3 separate regions of the Sus scrofa genome follow, and regions 1 and 2 are each linked to region 3. The links are chromatin contacts, called in public Hi-C maps. All regions are on one chromosome and are shown on one strand. The core of a region is the stretch at or near the end of the contact, and the rest is flanking DNA. Distances in the headings are between cores, read along the strand shown.

Evidence for each region. A called contact is a pair of places that touch in the nucleus more often than the background predicts.
Region 1: a Hi-C map of subcutaneous adipose tissue shows a contact between it and region 3, with 2.1 times the contacts expected there. The contact joins two enhancer-like sites. A contact is called at or near these places in 4 of 47 Hi-C or Micro-C datasets (heart right ventricle, mesenteric adipose tissue, retroperitoneal adipose tissue and 1 more) and 1 of 2 datasets of contacts at active chromatin or transcription factors (skeletal muscle).
Region 2: a contact with region 3 is called in a Hi-C map of skeletal muscle, with 2.2 times the contacts expected there. The contact joins two enhancer-like sites. A contact is called at or near these places in 3 of 47 Hi-C or Micro-C datasets (embryonic fibroblasts, mesenchymal stem cells and skeletal muscle).

Annotation. Positions count from the first base shown.
Region 1 is chr7:942,164-944,934 of Sscrofa11.1, forward strand. All of the region lies in intron 7 of GMDS (GDP-mannose 4,6 dehydratase), which reads right to left. Among named protein-coding and RNA genes, the nearest start is that of FOXC1, 110 kb to the left of the region's middle. Within about 2 kb of position 1,273, at least 18 of the 83 cell types and tissues checked have an H3K27ac peak or open chromatin away from gene starts, as enhancers often do. A contact at or near this core is called in retroperitoneal adipose tissue, skeletal muscle and subcutaneous adipose tissue, where this site is marked.
Region 2 is chr7:1,028,315-1,031,141 of Sscrofa11.1, forward strand. The region is part of intron 7 of GMDS (GDP-mannose 4,6 dehydratase); the gene reads right to left. Among named protein-coding and RNA genes, the nearest start is that of FOXC1, 190 kb to the left of the region's middle. Within about 2 kb of position 1,322, at least 4 of the 83 cell types and tissues checked have an H3K27ac peak or open chromatin away from gene starts, as enhancers often do. A contact at or near this core is called in skeletal muscle, where this site is marked.
Region 3 is chr7:1,182,387-1,185,086 of Sscrofa11.1, forward strand. The region is part of intron 4 of GMDS (GDP-mannose 4,6 dehydratase); the gene reads right to left. Among named protein-coding and RNA genes, the nearest start is that of GMDS, 100 kb to the right of the region's middle. Within about 2 kb of position 1,410, at least 42 of the 83 cell types and tissues checked have an H3K27ac peak or open chromatin away from gene starts, as enhancers often do. A contact at or near this core is called in retroperitoneal adipose tissue, skeletal muscle and subcutaneous adipose tissue, where this site is marked.

The DNA of each region.
Region 1 (2,771 bases), core at 23-2,522, 240 kb before region 3:
GCATGCGCCCCAGAAACGCAGCCCTGCGGGCCTGCAGCCGGGAGGAGGGGGCTTCTCTGGGTGAAGGTTACAGCGTGGAAACGGCCTCCTTGGGGGCGCGGGGCGGACGGCGAGGAGGGGAAAGCGCCCTCCTCGTTTCAAACACAAACTGGTCTCTTCAGGCTGCTCACCCTGCATAATGAACCAGGGAAGCAAAAGCTTTAAACCTGTTAAAGGAGCAATATTAAGTTTGGTATAAATATAGCTGAAATAATCCAGACAGTTTTATGACCTTACACCCCAAATAAAGGTGAAATGCTGAATTCTTTCCCTAGAAATAGTGGTAAACACAGCTAACAGATGGAAGAGCTGAATGGAAATTTCAATAAAGAAGGCCACAAAGAAGCATTTGTAAGCTCAGGGGTGCACGCTTTAAAAAAAGAAGTTGAAAAATGGAACTTTGTTTTATTTTGATAGGGTGCCAAAACAGTACTGCATTCCTTAAAACGCGAATAAAGGATCGAGTTAGACTGGCCTTCTCAACACCTCTCCAAAAGCCCCCCTGGGTCTCATTTTGCTAGGATGACTATTTCTATGACAGGTGAGGGAATAATTTCGCTGGGTTCGGTTACACCCGGGCCCCTGTGACCCCCGGGTCAAGAGAGCACGGGCTAAAGTGACAGCGTAGATCACTGCCTGCTCAGGACCAGGGGACATGGGCTGGAGCCAATGATTCTGACACCTGAAAGGTCAGGGCGACGGCAGAGAGCGCACGAGGCCTGCGCCCCGCGGCTGGAGCCCCGCGGCGGGAGGGAGGGGCCCGTTTCCTGACCCGGAGCCTGGGCGGCCCGAGCGGCCCAGCATCTCCAACAGGCCCGTTTGCAAAACACGCCATAAAGCAGACATCCCGCCAGCGCCCCGGCCGCAGGACGAGAGGAGTAAGAGCGAGCGCGGGGGCCTCCGTTCACTCTGCTGCAGCCTCGCGAGGGAGGCCCAGGCTTCTGCCCCGGCTCCACGGTTCCTGCTGTCCCCGGAGGGAACGCTCCCTTCCTGCCAGCCAGGAAGAGGCCTGCTGACGTCCGCAGTTCAGACCTCTGCGAGGCGGCGACCGGAGGCCCGACCGGCGTGCGCCAGGCCTGCACCAGCTCCACCAACAGAACTTGGCCCCTTCGATTTTTTTTCCTTTAAGGCAGAAAAATGCTTGAAAATGTTTTTCCAAGCCCAACACGCTGGGCCCTCCCGGTTCAGGTTTCCTCCTGCTGTGCCTGGCCTTTCAGGAGGCTGCCCTGCCCGGTGCCGCAGCTGCCACGGCCTCCCAGGCTGTCCCTGGACCCACCGCCCAGCGCACACGCCAGGCTGGCCCTTCTCTGGCAGGTCTCCCTGGTGGCTACTTTCCAGCCCGGACCCACGGTGCCACCCACTGGGAAACTTCAGGATGGGTGTCTCCTGCCCTGGGCCCCCTCCGACCCAGAGTTCCTCCCAGGCCCTGGCCCCCGCTTCTGACCCTGAGACCCCTCTGACCCAGAGCCCCCCTTCTGACCTGGGCCCCCCCCGACCCAGGGCCCCCCTCTGACCTGGCTGCCCTCCGACCCAGGGCTCCCCTCTGACTCTAAGCCACCCTCCAGCCCTGGCCCTGCTGCCGCAGACCCGGTGTGGTCTCCTGACTGCTGCTCTGGAGCTGGGCAGCTGCCTCTGAGGGTCAGAGCCCGGGAGCCTTCTGCCCCAGGCCCTTTCCAGACTCGACGGAAGAACCAGGAGCAACCTGAGAAGCTTCCAGAGATGACGACCTGGCTGCGGTTTTCCAGGACACAGTGGACTAGATGCTGTGGGGACGTCCGTCCGTGGGAGGCTGCCCCGGGACAGGAGGTGTCCTGGCCATGCTCCTTGGTTGCCCCCGCCCCCAGGCCCATGAGCCGCCCTGTCCCTCTGACCCAGAGAGGACAGTAACACCAGCGACGAAGTTCACACCTCTGAGGGTCATGGACGAACCAGGCCACCAGGCAGCTGGCCTGGACCTGCCACACGGCACAGGGTGGTCACCCAAACAGGTTTAGCACCTGCTCTACGTGCAGCCAGTGCTGCTCCAGATGAGAAGATATTTTGAGGATAAGTAAAAGCTCTGTTTTCTAAATAATAATTTCTGATCTCTGGAAATGTGTGACACGGGCAAATCGGTCCCCTGTGGGGAGGGTGACGACATGAGTGGCCCGAGGTCCTGTTGGGACCAGCCAGTCCCAGCACGGGGGACACAGAGATCCCATAACTGCAACACCTGCTACCAACCAAACGACTTCCAGGGGATCCACTGCACTGGCGGGGTCTGGGGGACACAGAAGGGCCTGTGTCCCTGTCTCCAGCCCCTGGGACATTCAGCCCGTCCGAGGAGCCTGGGCCATCAGACAGAAACATCCTGCCTTCCTCCCCGCCCCCAGCCCGAGCCGCTCCATCCGCCTGCCCGGCAACGTGGGCGGCCCTCTGCTGTCCCCTGCCATCTTCCTCCCTGCCCAGTCACCTCATGTGGATCCGGCGGCCACTGGCCCCCAGGGGCTGGACCCTGCTACACCGTCATTTCAGGAAGCAAAATCTGCCGTGGTCCCTGGGTTCCAACGAGCCCAGTGGTTTTGGAGACTTTCACAGTTTTATGGTATCACAGCAGGAAGGATTTGGGAGCATGATCTTCTAAACCAGCAATTTTTCCCCCCCTTTGGTAAAGGCTGATTTTCAGCGAATCCCAGCTGTCCTGCAATACTGATGAGCAGGGTGGAACAGGCTAACTTCAAACACAAATCCTG
Region 2 (2,827 bases), core at 72-2,571, 150 kb before region 3:
GCTCGGCTCAGTGTGTTCCCAGTTCCGAGCAAAGATAACTAACTTCCAGCAGCAGCAGCCACGGCCCACCTCCAGCGGGAAAGCGCCAAGCCCTGCCTGTCCTCCGGGAGCCCTGAAGCAAACAGGTAAGCCTACCCGCTCTGAGCTAGCACGGGGCCCTGAGCAGAAATTTCACTAGAAATTGGGACATGTCGGCGAGACGACCGGGAGCGACCAAGAATGAAGACACGCAAAAAAGAACGTCCTGCTATCGTGAAACTTTTAGACAAAGGCAAGATAATTCCTGAGGTATATTTTCTAGAAGACACTTTAGACAAGACTAGCCTGCTGCTCTCAGTAGAGACGACATCCATCTATTAAACACACAGACAAAAGATGGGCAAGAGGACAAGTCCGCACAGAGAAGCCGAAGGGCCAAAGAGGCTGGACGAGAAGGCTTTTCTGCAGGAGTGAACAGGTGACACGGCCACCAGCCTGGAGGTGTGTCCGGAACCCAGAAGAAATGCACGAGGAGCTGAAACTAGGAGAGGGGAAGCTACAAAACGCCACCTCCATTTTAACCTACTTGCAGCCAAGCCCCGAAAGTTCTTTCATTTTTAAATTGAAAGATTCTTTCAATTTAAAAATTCTTTCCATTTTTTTAACAGAGACGAGACGTGCAGATGGCTGACTGTCTAGGAAACGAGAAGGTTTCAGCAGCGAGACTTTGAGTAAAACCCCCGAAGTGCAGGCGCATCCATCTCTGCACACAGGTCACCGAGGGGCAGCTGAAGGTGTGACATCTCCTTAAAACCGCAAAGGTGCGAGGAAAGTGGGAGCCGTGCGCACGAGACAGATTGATCTACCAAAAGCCGCCTGCTCGCTGTTTCACTGAACCGTCCGCCTCTCCTCAGGGCTGCAGTCCCAGCCCCGAGCCCTGCTGGGCCGACTGGAAACAGCGGGACTCTTACTCAGCCCACCACAACCATCAGGCGGCAGGCGCACAGCGGGGTGAGCAAAGCATCGCTCAGCCCAGTGGCGGCGGCCGCAGTCTGAGCAGTGCTGGCGGAGCCGCGGGAGGAGCCAAGGGGGCAAGAGGTGACGCAGGGCTTTGCAGCCACGGCGACGTCAGCAAGGCCTTTTCCCAGATGAGGTCCCACGTGGGGGAACCTTCGTCCACGAGAGATCGCAAAAGCGGTTATTTCTGAGCACACATATAAGTAGGCCTATTTATGGTAAATGTTTTATTTTTAGAACTTCTTTTCTAAACCCACCAAGGAAGGCACTGGCTTGGAGACACGGTGTGGCATTTCCAGCTGGAACACACAGTCTGCGCTGTCTAAATTAAGCACGTTCACCAGGCAGCAGGGGGCTGGGAATTCCTTGCGGCCCTTGGTCCCTCAGAACTGGAGGCAGGAAACATTCCTGCCCAGGCCTCGGAGGGAGGTGGACCAGAGGGCTACTTAACCGGCTTTTTCACTGAAGATAAAATATTACTTAGAGACAGAAACATTGGGAGTTCCTGCTGTGGCTCAGTGGGTTAGGAACTTGACACAGTCTCCATGAGGATTCGGGTTCAACCCCGGGCCTTGCTCCGTGGACTAAGGATCCGGCATTGCTGTGAGCTGTGGCACAGGTCACAGATGCAGCTCAGATCCTGTGTTGCTGTGGCTGTGGCGTAGACCAGCAGCTGCAGGTCCGGTTCGACCCCGAGCCTGGGAACCTCCATATGCCACAGGTGTGGCCGTAAAACAGAAAAAAGAGGTAGAAATATTGGTTACAATGACGATCACCGTTGGGTCGAGCTCGTGTGAGGATGTGCCTGTGTGCGTGTGCATACGTGCATGTGTGTGCCTGCATGTGCACGCGGACCGACACTCACGCACCCAGACGCACAAAAGGTTGAAGTAAACCAGCCTGTGATCTGAAGTGCTCAAAGTGACAAAAAAAAATCCCTATCCTGCAATTAGAATGAGCGCCACGTAAGATCACTTAAAAAGAGAGAGAGGAGTTCCCGTCGTGGCGCAGTGGTTAACGAATCCGACTAGGAACCATGAGGTTGCGGGTTCGGTCCCTGCCCTTGCTCAGTGGGTTAAGGATCCGGCGTTGCCGTGAGCTGTGGTGTAGGTCGCAGACGCAGCTCGGATCCAGCGTTGCTGTGGCTCTGGCGTAGGCTGGTGGCTACAGCTCCGATTCGACCCCTAGCCTGGGAACCTCCATATGCCGTGGGAGCGGCCCAAGAAATAGCTAAAAAGACAAAAAAAAAAAAAAAAAAAAAAAAGGAGAGAGAAATAATGAAACAAAGAAATTCCAGATGCGGCTCGGAAGGGGAGAAATTAAAATTAACCCCCACGCCATTAGCCACACCCCGTGAGTGACCTACAGTCTGAGGGAGGCAGTGACCAAGACATGCCCACCAGCCTCTGCTGCCTTGACCAGCACAGACTGGACAAGCACTGCCCCGGCTACACGGACGGTCACCCTCTGGCTCTCAGGTCCATCAGGCGATGACACCCAACGTGGCTCCGTGAGCATGTGGCAACATGATGTCACCGAAGAGGCACGTGAGCCTGCACAGGGCGCCTTCTCCTAGTCACACACCGTGGGGCTCGACTCCATTTCCCACCTGCAAAGCAGAGCTACCAGGACCTGCCATGCGTGTCGTGTGGGGTGGGGTGGACGCGGGGCGGCGTTCAGCTGGTCAGGGCAGCCACGGAACCAGGGACCAGGGTCTGCTGGCCAGAGCGGCACGAGCCACCGCCCAGAGAAAAGGGCCACCCTGTCCACATAATCCAATGTGCAGCATGAGAAGTAAATATGGACATCAGACTTTACTTCTTAACAATTA
Region 3 (2,700 bases), core at 160-2,659:
CTCCGCCGGGCCCTCATGCAGCAGGGGAAATAAATCATGTGAAGTGTTATTTTTTGAACCCAGAAAGGAGGGAAGGGGTTGTTAAGATATCGCATTCACTAAAAAAATAATGATGTGAAAAAATAGGTCGCTGTCACGAGAGACTTGCCAGACGCTGGGCCCGAGCAAGTGGTTCCACACACACACCTTCCGCTCAGCCGGCGACGCGGCCCTTGGTCGGCGGGCCGCAGGCACAGGAGGGCAGGGCGGAGGACGAGCCCCCGGCCGCGGCGTCCCGAGCCAGGTCGCCGGCCTCGGAGGTGTCGAGGGGCCTCGGCTCGCGCGTGAGGAGCCCGATTCGCGGCTGACCGCTTTTTTACAACTTGCTTCCTCTCTCCCGTTTCTAATAAACACCACTGTGCTGCATTGGACCCTCCTGGCTGTGTTTCCCCAAATTCAAAGCTCCAAGTCGAAAGCTACCTCGGCCACGGGTGGGAAGCCGCGGGCCGGCCCTGGGCAGCAGACGCGGATGACCCACTAATGGCTCTGACGGCCGGCACCGAGGAGACGGATGATGTCACTACCGGGAGGCTCGGGACAGAGCGGGCCGCACTAACCGCACGCGCAGGCGGAGGACAGGCACTTGTGCTTGGGTGCTGAACAGCAGCTCCAGCTGCAGTTCTACTTTCTAAAACGCTGACGTGGGAGCAAGCGCTCCCATGGAAGGCCTGCCTGGTCGTGGACGGATATTTCCTCTGAAACTTGCTCAAGTCAGGAGCAGCCGAGCCGGCCAGAGGCACCGCAGGCAGCAGGCCATGACGTGCCTCGGCAGCGGGCGTCCGGTTTCTCCCCCGCTTCCCGCTCTCCTGCGCCCTGGCCCTCTGTGGCCTCTCGCCTTGGACGCGGGGATCATCTCGGCGGACGCCTGTCCTCTCTCGGGGTGGGAGACATACCTTAAGAGATTAAGCCTTCCCACCTGGGATCTGTCCAGAAATTCAGTGTGTTACAGCTCCTCCCAGCCTTCTTCACTGTCCTGGGAACACTCTGGTGTTATCAATAGTGGCTTTCTTTCCTACTTTGCGTTCAACTGCAGCACGGGGCAGCCACGCCGATGGCAGTCCGGCTCGGCTGTCACTCAGCGCCCGCAGCGGCGAGGCTGACTTCCGCTGTCTGCGGCGCTTTGCTGCCACCTATGTGCACGACGGCGCATAACACGCCTCCCCGGCCCGGAACCGCCCGCGCCCCAAGCAGGCCCGTCTCTCCTCGGCACAGGCGACCAGAGAGGCGGCTGCCGTGGTTTGCGTCCCTTCGAAAACACAGCCGCTTGCCAGGAACTCCTATTTCTCTCTCTGCGAAGCAACCCTCCAAAACTGAAAGGGCCCGGGATGCCTCATTTAACATACACCAAAACCAGCAGTTTTTTCCATTCGGTCACTGAACCAATTACAGTGAAATTAATTCATTCCACGAGACTGCAGTCCAAACATCCTGCCACACCGTAGGACGGAGTGACACTTTCATAACATTTGGTATAAGGGAAATGTAAAGAAACAAGATAAAAAAGTATCTACTCACATTATTTAAACTACCAATAACGCAAATACTGATCCAATAACGCACTGATCTCTGCCAAACACTCGAATGCTTCTTTCGGGCGGAGACAGGGGAACACAGACCTCGAGAGCCCCTGGGCCTCCCCGGTGCTGACCTGACCGCGCCAGCTCTGAGCTGTCTGACAAATGCGCGTGTCACACCAACCAACAAAGCCGGGAGAGACGCCGGGGTGAGCCACACAAGTCCCTTAAGCAAAACAACCCAAAAAACAAAACAGAGCTTTCCTCTACGAACCATTTCACAGCCATCAAGCCACACAGCGAAGGCAGAGACGACATTTCCCGTCGGGGCTAACGAGGGGAGTCCCAGCCTGCAGAATGCGCCTTAAAGGTTTATTGTGTCAACACTGCCAAGCTCTCGAAGACTTTTTACTGTGCAAGTAACCAGCGCCAATAAAACCTGCAGGCTGGGCGTGGGAAGGAGACTCAGGAAGAGGGTTTCCCCTGAAAATCAGACAAAAGGAAAAGCACGGCTGCCCCGTCCGTCGACCTGCCGCCGCCCCGCGGTGACCACACAGCGGCCACCAAGGCGATGCCTGTCACCTCAAGCACGAGCACCAGCGCTGTCGCCTGTAAAGCAAGCGCACCTCTGAGAATTCCACTCTTGCCGAGGACCCGTCCGTCCAAGGACAAGGACAAGCTTGACAAGCCAGACCAAGCCCTTCTGCGTAAAACTTGTAAATGAAGCAAATTCAAATTCGTCACGGATGATGTCTTAGTTACCATCCCTAAACAACATACACTTCATGTGACATCACTAGAAGGGGTAACATAACAAGCCTGCTGTCTTCGGTGCCAGATATTTTTGAAAAATGGAAATTAAATAAAAGCTTCAGGTAATTTATTTCCCACTGGCACTGCTTAATGATTTACAGTGGAAATAATGATTGAGAGTAGAATTAATGATTTACAGTAGAAATTTATTAAAAAGTTACTACACATTAAATTTCTTTGCAATAGAAATGGTTTCATTTTATCATACCAGGCCAACTTCAAGGATCCCATCTGAACAAAGAGAATTCTAGAAACTCCATTCGTACTAAAAGGATACCAAACTCTATTTGGCGTTTTAAATGAACAGTTAAGTTTAAATTCTTAAATTGACACT